Linked DNA regions of Zea mays: region 1 is linked to region 2. A link is a contact called in public Hi-C data. All regions are on one chromosome and are shown on one strand. The core of a region is the stretch at or near the end of the contact, and the rest is flanking DNA. Distances in the headings are between cores, read along the strand shown. Region 1 has its middle 92 kb from the start of LOC103646874. Region 2 holds the start of LOC100278112.

Evidence for each region. Hi-C and Micro-C count contacts between places; a contact is called where the count stands out from the background.
Region 1: a Hi-C map of leaf shows a contact between it and region 2, with 6 times the contacts expected there. The contact joins the enhancer-like site here to the promoter of LOC100278112 in region 2. A contact is called at or near these places in 7 of 25 Hi-C or Micro-C datasets (bundle sheath, ear, endosperm and 3 more).

The regions. Positions count from the first base shown.
Region 1 is chr2:115,076,566-115,079,265 of Zm-B73-REFERENCE-NAM-5.0, forward strand. No RefSeq gene overlaps it. Among protein-coding and RNA genes, the nearest start is that of LOC103646874, 92 kb to the right of the region's middle. Within about 2 kb of position 1,381, at least 8 of the 20 cell types and tissues checked have an H3K27ac peak or open chromatin away from gene starts, as enhancers often do. A contact at or near this core is called in ear, leaf and leaf mesophyll, where this site is marked.
Region 2 is chr2:114,550,636-114,553,335 of Zm-B73-REFERENCE-NAM-5.0, forward strand. LOC100278112 reads left to right here and starts at 1,313. Exons shown (of 9, transcript NM_001349964.1): 1 at 1,313-1,665; 2 at 2,444-2,532; 3 at 2,618-2,700. LOC109944017 (a long non-coding RNA gene) reads right to left here and starts at 131. Exons shown (of 2, transcript XR_002267248.1): 1 at 1-131.

The DNA.
Region 1 (2,700 bases), core at 131-2,630, 530 kb after region 2:
CCTAGTTCAATCACTTGGCCTATACTAGCTGTCTTTTTATCATCCCTTCAGTTCACTGGATTGCTACGTGTAGGTCAGTGACCAAGTCTTCATGTCCGAGAAGTAACGACGATCCGAATCGATTAATACCCAGCTGGGGATCTCCGATCACATGACATATGTAGCACTTAACCCTTGCATATGTCAACTCGCCACCGGGGTTCTTAAGACCAGATCAGGTTCACGCCAACCGAGAGCACATATACACCACCGTCCAGCCTCTTGCCATGGAGGGTACACGCTACTCTCGCCATCTCTCCACTCCCATTGCGTGTTATCTTATTCTGGTATTAGTCTGCCCGAGGCAAAGCTTACCCATGATGAGGCATGTGACAAGTTAAAAGGTCCTCGATCAACAAGCCTACATCGAGACGGTCCTTAATCGACTCAGACAGAGACACTACACCGAGACTCCTTTCTCGTGCAAGTCAACCGCCCGGTCTCAGCTTTATTATTTTCAACCCAAATTTTGGTACCTGGCAGAGGTACATCTTTTTCGATGTTGAACCCATCAAGGCCTTGATGGATCCACCATCACAATTTTTTTTGAAAACATTCCCACCCACTGAAGCATCACTTTTGTTTGAAAACAAAACATTTTTGTTTTCTAAAGCAAGGCTAAGCATCATAAAATTCTTTTTCAAAAGGGTATCAAGGATGGGTAATCAATTTTCCAAGGAAGGAAATGCATCAACGGTTTAGCACATAACTCCTATCACCTAATGCATCAAACAAGGTGATAAAGATTTTAAAACAACAAGGAGGTGGCGAATGCACCGAGGCTTGCCTGAATAACACTAGGTTAGTGTTTTTAGGTGACGTCCACTTGACGATCAGCCTTTGTCCTAGCACTTGATCAGGCAGGTTCGTCCATCAACATCATCATGCAGATTAGCCCGCGCTTGGGGTCGACTTGGATCGTCTTCCGCATCACGCGATCAATTATCGTACCTAATCATATCAAACTTTACCCAAGACTTCGAAATATTATTTAGAGTTTACCATAAAAGTTTGGTGAATTTTGGATTTATTATTTATTCCCTAAAAATCCAGAAGCATGGTTTTTGGTGGTTTTAAATGTCCCAAAATTCCCTATTGGAACTAAAAATCATGAAACTATTTTTACTAAATACTATAGGAAATTAGGAGTCTAGCAAAATTGGTTTGATATTTTTAGCATTTTTCTGTAATTTTCTATGGATTTCTAAAGATCCTTGGAAAAAGAAAAGGAAAAACTACTAACAGTGTTGGGCCCAAACTGGCCCAACCGGCCCTGCTCTAACAGAAATCGGGGGCGCGCCCACGACAGCGCAGTCGGTTTTTCACAAAGGTCCTCGCCAGAGTCAATATTAAAAATGAAGACTTCAACCAGATCCCGTGAGTCACTGACACTTTACTTCCGGCCCCTCCTAAACTTCTTGTCTTTTAAAATGGAATCCCCGACGTCGCCGGCAGCGCGGACACGTTCTCCTCGCGATACTACGGTGGAGAAGAGCTCGGGCAGCCATTGGATAGCGACCGGATCAAACCTTAACCTAATTCGCGCAGCTTTGGGGCATGAATTTGGCTTATGAACACACAGAGCGGCCGGACCGCATCCACGGTGAAACTCTAGCACCGCGGTCCCTGCTCTACCGATTTGAGCACCGGTCGCTACAAATTAAAGGCACAGGGGGCACGAGCAAGGCACGGACAGCATGATGCCCACAGCAATTGACCCCGGATTAACAGAGTTCTGGTGGATCGACACCAGGGCAATCCCTGAGGTGTCGAGCCCGCGTTCTGTCCAAGCTAAGACCATAAAGATCAAACGAACCCCTGGGTGAGCTTCACCAGCCTATAAGGATGCTAGAACCTACACTTGTAGGGGTTAAGTCATACCACAATTGCCTGGCCACGTGAAGCCGAGGTGTTGTCGAGGTGGTCACCGGACACACGCGGCGGTTTGATCAGTGGAACAGGGCATGTCTAGAGTATGGTTTGGGGGATGCAGTACTGCTAATTGAAGCTGCTCACTATGGTTGCTGGTCAAAGTAAGGATTACTGGGTTGGTTCCTGTCTTCCCCCCCGGTTGCTCTTTATATTAGCAGGGAAAAGATCAAAGGGGCTGGATTCTTGAACTTGCAGCAAGGATAGCTATGAACACTAGATGCAGTCGTGGCTCCCACAAGAAGATCCATGCAGGTTCACAGAGTATGGTCATGCAGGGTGAAGTTTATCCATGGCCAAAAGAGAGGGGGTAAGGATAGGAGCGCACTGTAGCAGATATTTCTACTGAGGATAATTCAGAGATGTGCATAAATCTGAATATCTTTGCTCTCCCTCATCTCTACAATTTCCAATACCAAAGTAGGACACGACAGGGAGTAAAAAGATCACAGTTAGATATTTCTGCAATTTTGGATCTACAGCTCTTGACTGACCCACCCAACTTCAATTAGCCTCTTCTCTTAATTTTTAATTAAGACAAATCAATCACTATTAACAGAACTTGTTCCCAGATCAAGGGTCTATAAATTTACTATAAGTCTCTTGGACCTAATCCTTAAAGATTACAAGTTATGGTGCCCAAAAATCACCTGCAATACACTGGTACCATTTCACTTTTCTGAATTTCAGTCTTCAGTTGCTCATCAGATTTCTTCCTTTCTGACAGGGACA
Region 2 (2,700 bases), core at 63-2,562:
ACGCTTGATGAGCGGTGGTGTCATGTCCCGACGATAGCTTGGAGGGAGCTCGAAGGGTAGGGGAGCAGCACTAGAGGAAGATCGAAGGGGTGGGCGGCGGCGCTGGAGCGTGAGAGAGTAGGGCGACGACGTAGGGAGTTTTTTAGATGAGAAGTAGGTCAAAATAGGGATGAGAGGGAGGGCATATGGGCTGGGATGGTGGGCTGTCTAAGTGGGCTGGAGCCCTTATCCCCTCTCTTTTCCCCCTTTTCTCCTTCCATCTTGCTACCATTTTATCGCTGCATATGATAATTAGGTGTCTCCTAGGTGTCCGGAAGGTGGTGGAATGCCGTACCTTTTAACGCTTCAAGATCTATGCACTAGAGCTAATACTTAGTTGACTAACAAATTTGCTAGAAAAATTAGCTAGCTAACTACTTCCTCCGTTCTTTTTATTTATCGCGTTTAAGGTAAAATAAACTAGCGGGTAACAAATATTCGAAAACGAAGATAGTATTAGCTATTTTACTAAAAGTAGCTAATATCTGAACTATTAGCTTGGTTGTTTCGACATCTCGACTAATTTTATCCGTAAACCATTAGCTCTAATGTATTAAAACACCCCTTAGTTTTATTAAGAATAAGGTATCCGAGGAAGTTGTTGGGTATAAAAAAGATACATGTTCCATGCATATACATTGTACCTCTATTTATAGGGATTTATAAGGATAATACGACGTATAACTTTATATAAAATTACATTTATATCTTTAACCCATATACATGATCTATAGAGGTCATGATCTATAGAGGTCGTTAAGATTATTGTTGTCTTTTCAAGGGCGTTTTGTCTTTTCTTCTTAGAATCGTGTCAGACACGTCGCTTGAATCCTCCTTGGTCTTCTTATCCACGTGCCTTCACCTTTCGGACCTTCTAGACTCTTAGCATGGTCCATTTGAACCACGACTCGTATGTGCATATTAAGATAAAGCTTGTTCCATCGTTACTAAAACAAACCTAAAGATAGAGAACCTTCGGTATATCTCTACTATACTTAAAGCACCAGTTTCAACGGTCGTGCGTCATTTTTTTATAAAAAAAAACACCCTCATTTTTTTCTTGATCAACCCGCCGTCCTCTCCGCGATAGGATCCACGATCCTCGCGTCGCCGCTAACACTGCCCTGCCCGTGCGTTAATCGTCGTCTATCCCTGCACGATCCAAATGTGCTCCCACCTCCCCTGCATGCGCAACAACCCCACGCCCCACCCGGCGATACGGTAGCCGACGCCCCTACCCCTAGGTCGTGCCCGTTTCCTCCCCCACCCTCGCGTCCCCGCCGTCACGGCGTCACCCATCCACTTCCTCTCCCTGCTGCTGCAGCTCGCGCAACCCCCATCTCACCCTCTTCCTTCCTGCCACACCGTTGCTACCACCGCCCTGCCCTGAGAGGGCCCGACGCCATGGACCTCCTCGAGAAGATGATGGGGCGGGGAGTGCTCTCGGACCTGCAGAACTTCTCCGGCCTGATGGAGCACCTGGCCAGCGTTGTCGACCTCAATGGCATGGCTGGACGGTAGGTTTGCTGGCTCATTCTTGGGATCGTCTTCGATTCGTTCGTCGCCTCCGTGGCTCTGGTCCGTGCCCCCCTGCCCCCAGCGACTGCTGATGCGGTCCGCCGTCCAGTACGTGCCGCATCACCGCTTTCTTCTATTTGCAAGTGGATGATTCAAGGGTCGGTTTGTAGTGCTTGTAAATTGTTGTTCATGAAATTATGCGAGACAGTGTAGTGTCTCTACTAGGACTGTTCCGCCGTGGGTTTAGAAAATTTCTTAGTCTGTGTTTTAAATTAGGGAACCAATGAACGCATGTCGTAGTGCATTCCTAATTTTAGACTGGAAATGCTTTGGGTGATTTAGATACTGAAGTAATGTTAGTACCTTTTGCAGATTGGAAATATATCTCACTGTGATCCATGTACAGTTAATGATTCAAGTCCCTCTCACTTAAGTCAGAGGAGACTCATCCCTAAAGTCATCCAGATATACACATCGTTCTCGCAACTTCACCATGGAAACAATATAGCTGCCAATTATTGTAGAAGATGTTGAGTAGAAACACACATAAAAGGTTGAAAGTGGTGGGAGACCATCAGACCAACCAGATGAACATCCTCAACCAACACCCTTGCACGAATGAAGGCACCTTTCTAGGATGAATGGAACATGCTTTTAAAAGATGAATATGGCAGCATTAGCTAATAGCATCAGCACTCGTTATTGATCGAAGTCTGAAATGTGTCACTAAGAATTCACATTATCCACAGGTGGCAAACGAGAAAATTAAAACTGACTATTTGTAAATGGTTAAGTCAAAATTTCAACTTTCTAATGTTAAACTGTTTGGAGGGAGCAAAGCTTTGCTCGGCATTGGTCTTACTACTTTGGTTTCCTATTTTTGTAGATCCATACTTGAACACAGATACAGGTACAATGTCCCCCTTTGAGCATGGTGAGGTGTCTGTTCTTGATTTTCTTGATAACGGTGGATAGGTACATCTCCCTAATACTTCCATTTAATACACATTTTTAAAATTTGCAGCCTCGATGGTATCTACCTAACCTGTGGTATTTGTAGGTTGACTTGGATTTGGGGAATTATGAGTGTTTCATAGATGTTACTCTGACGAGGGATAATATTACCTCTAGAAATATATACCA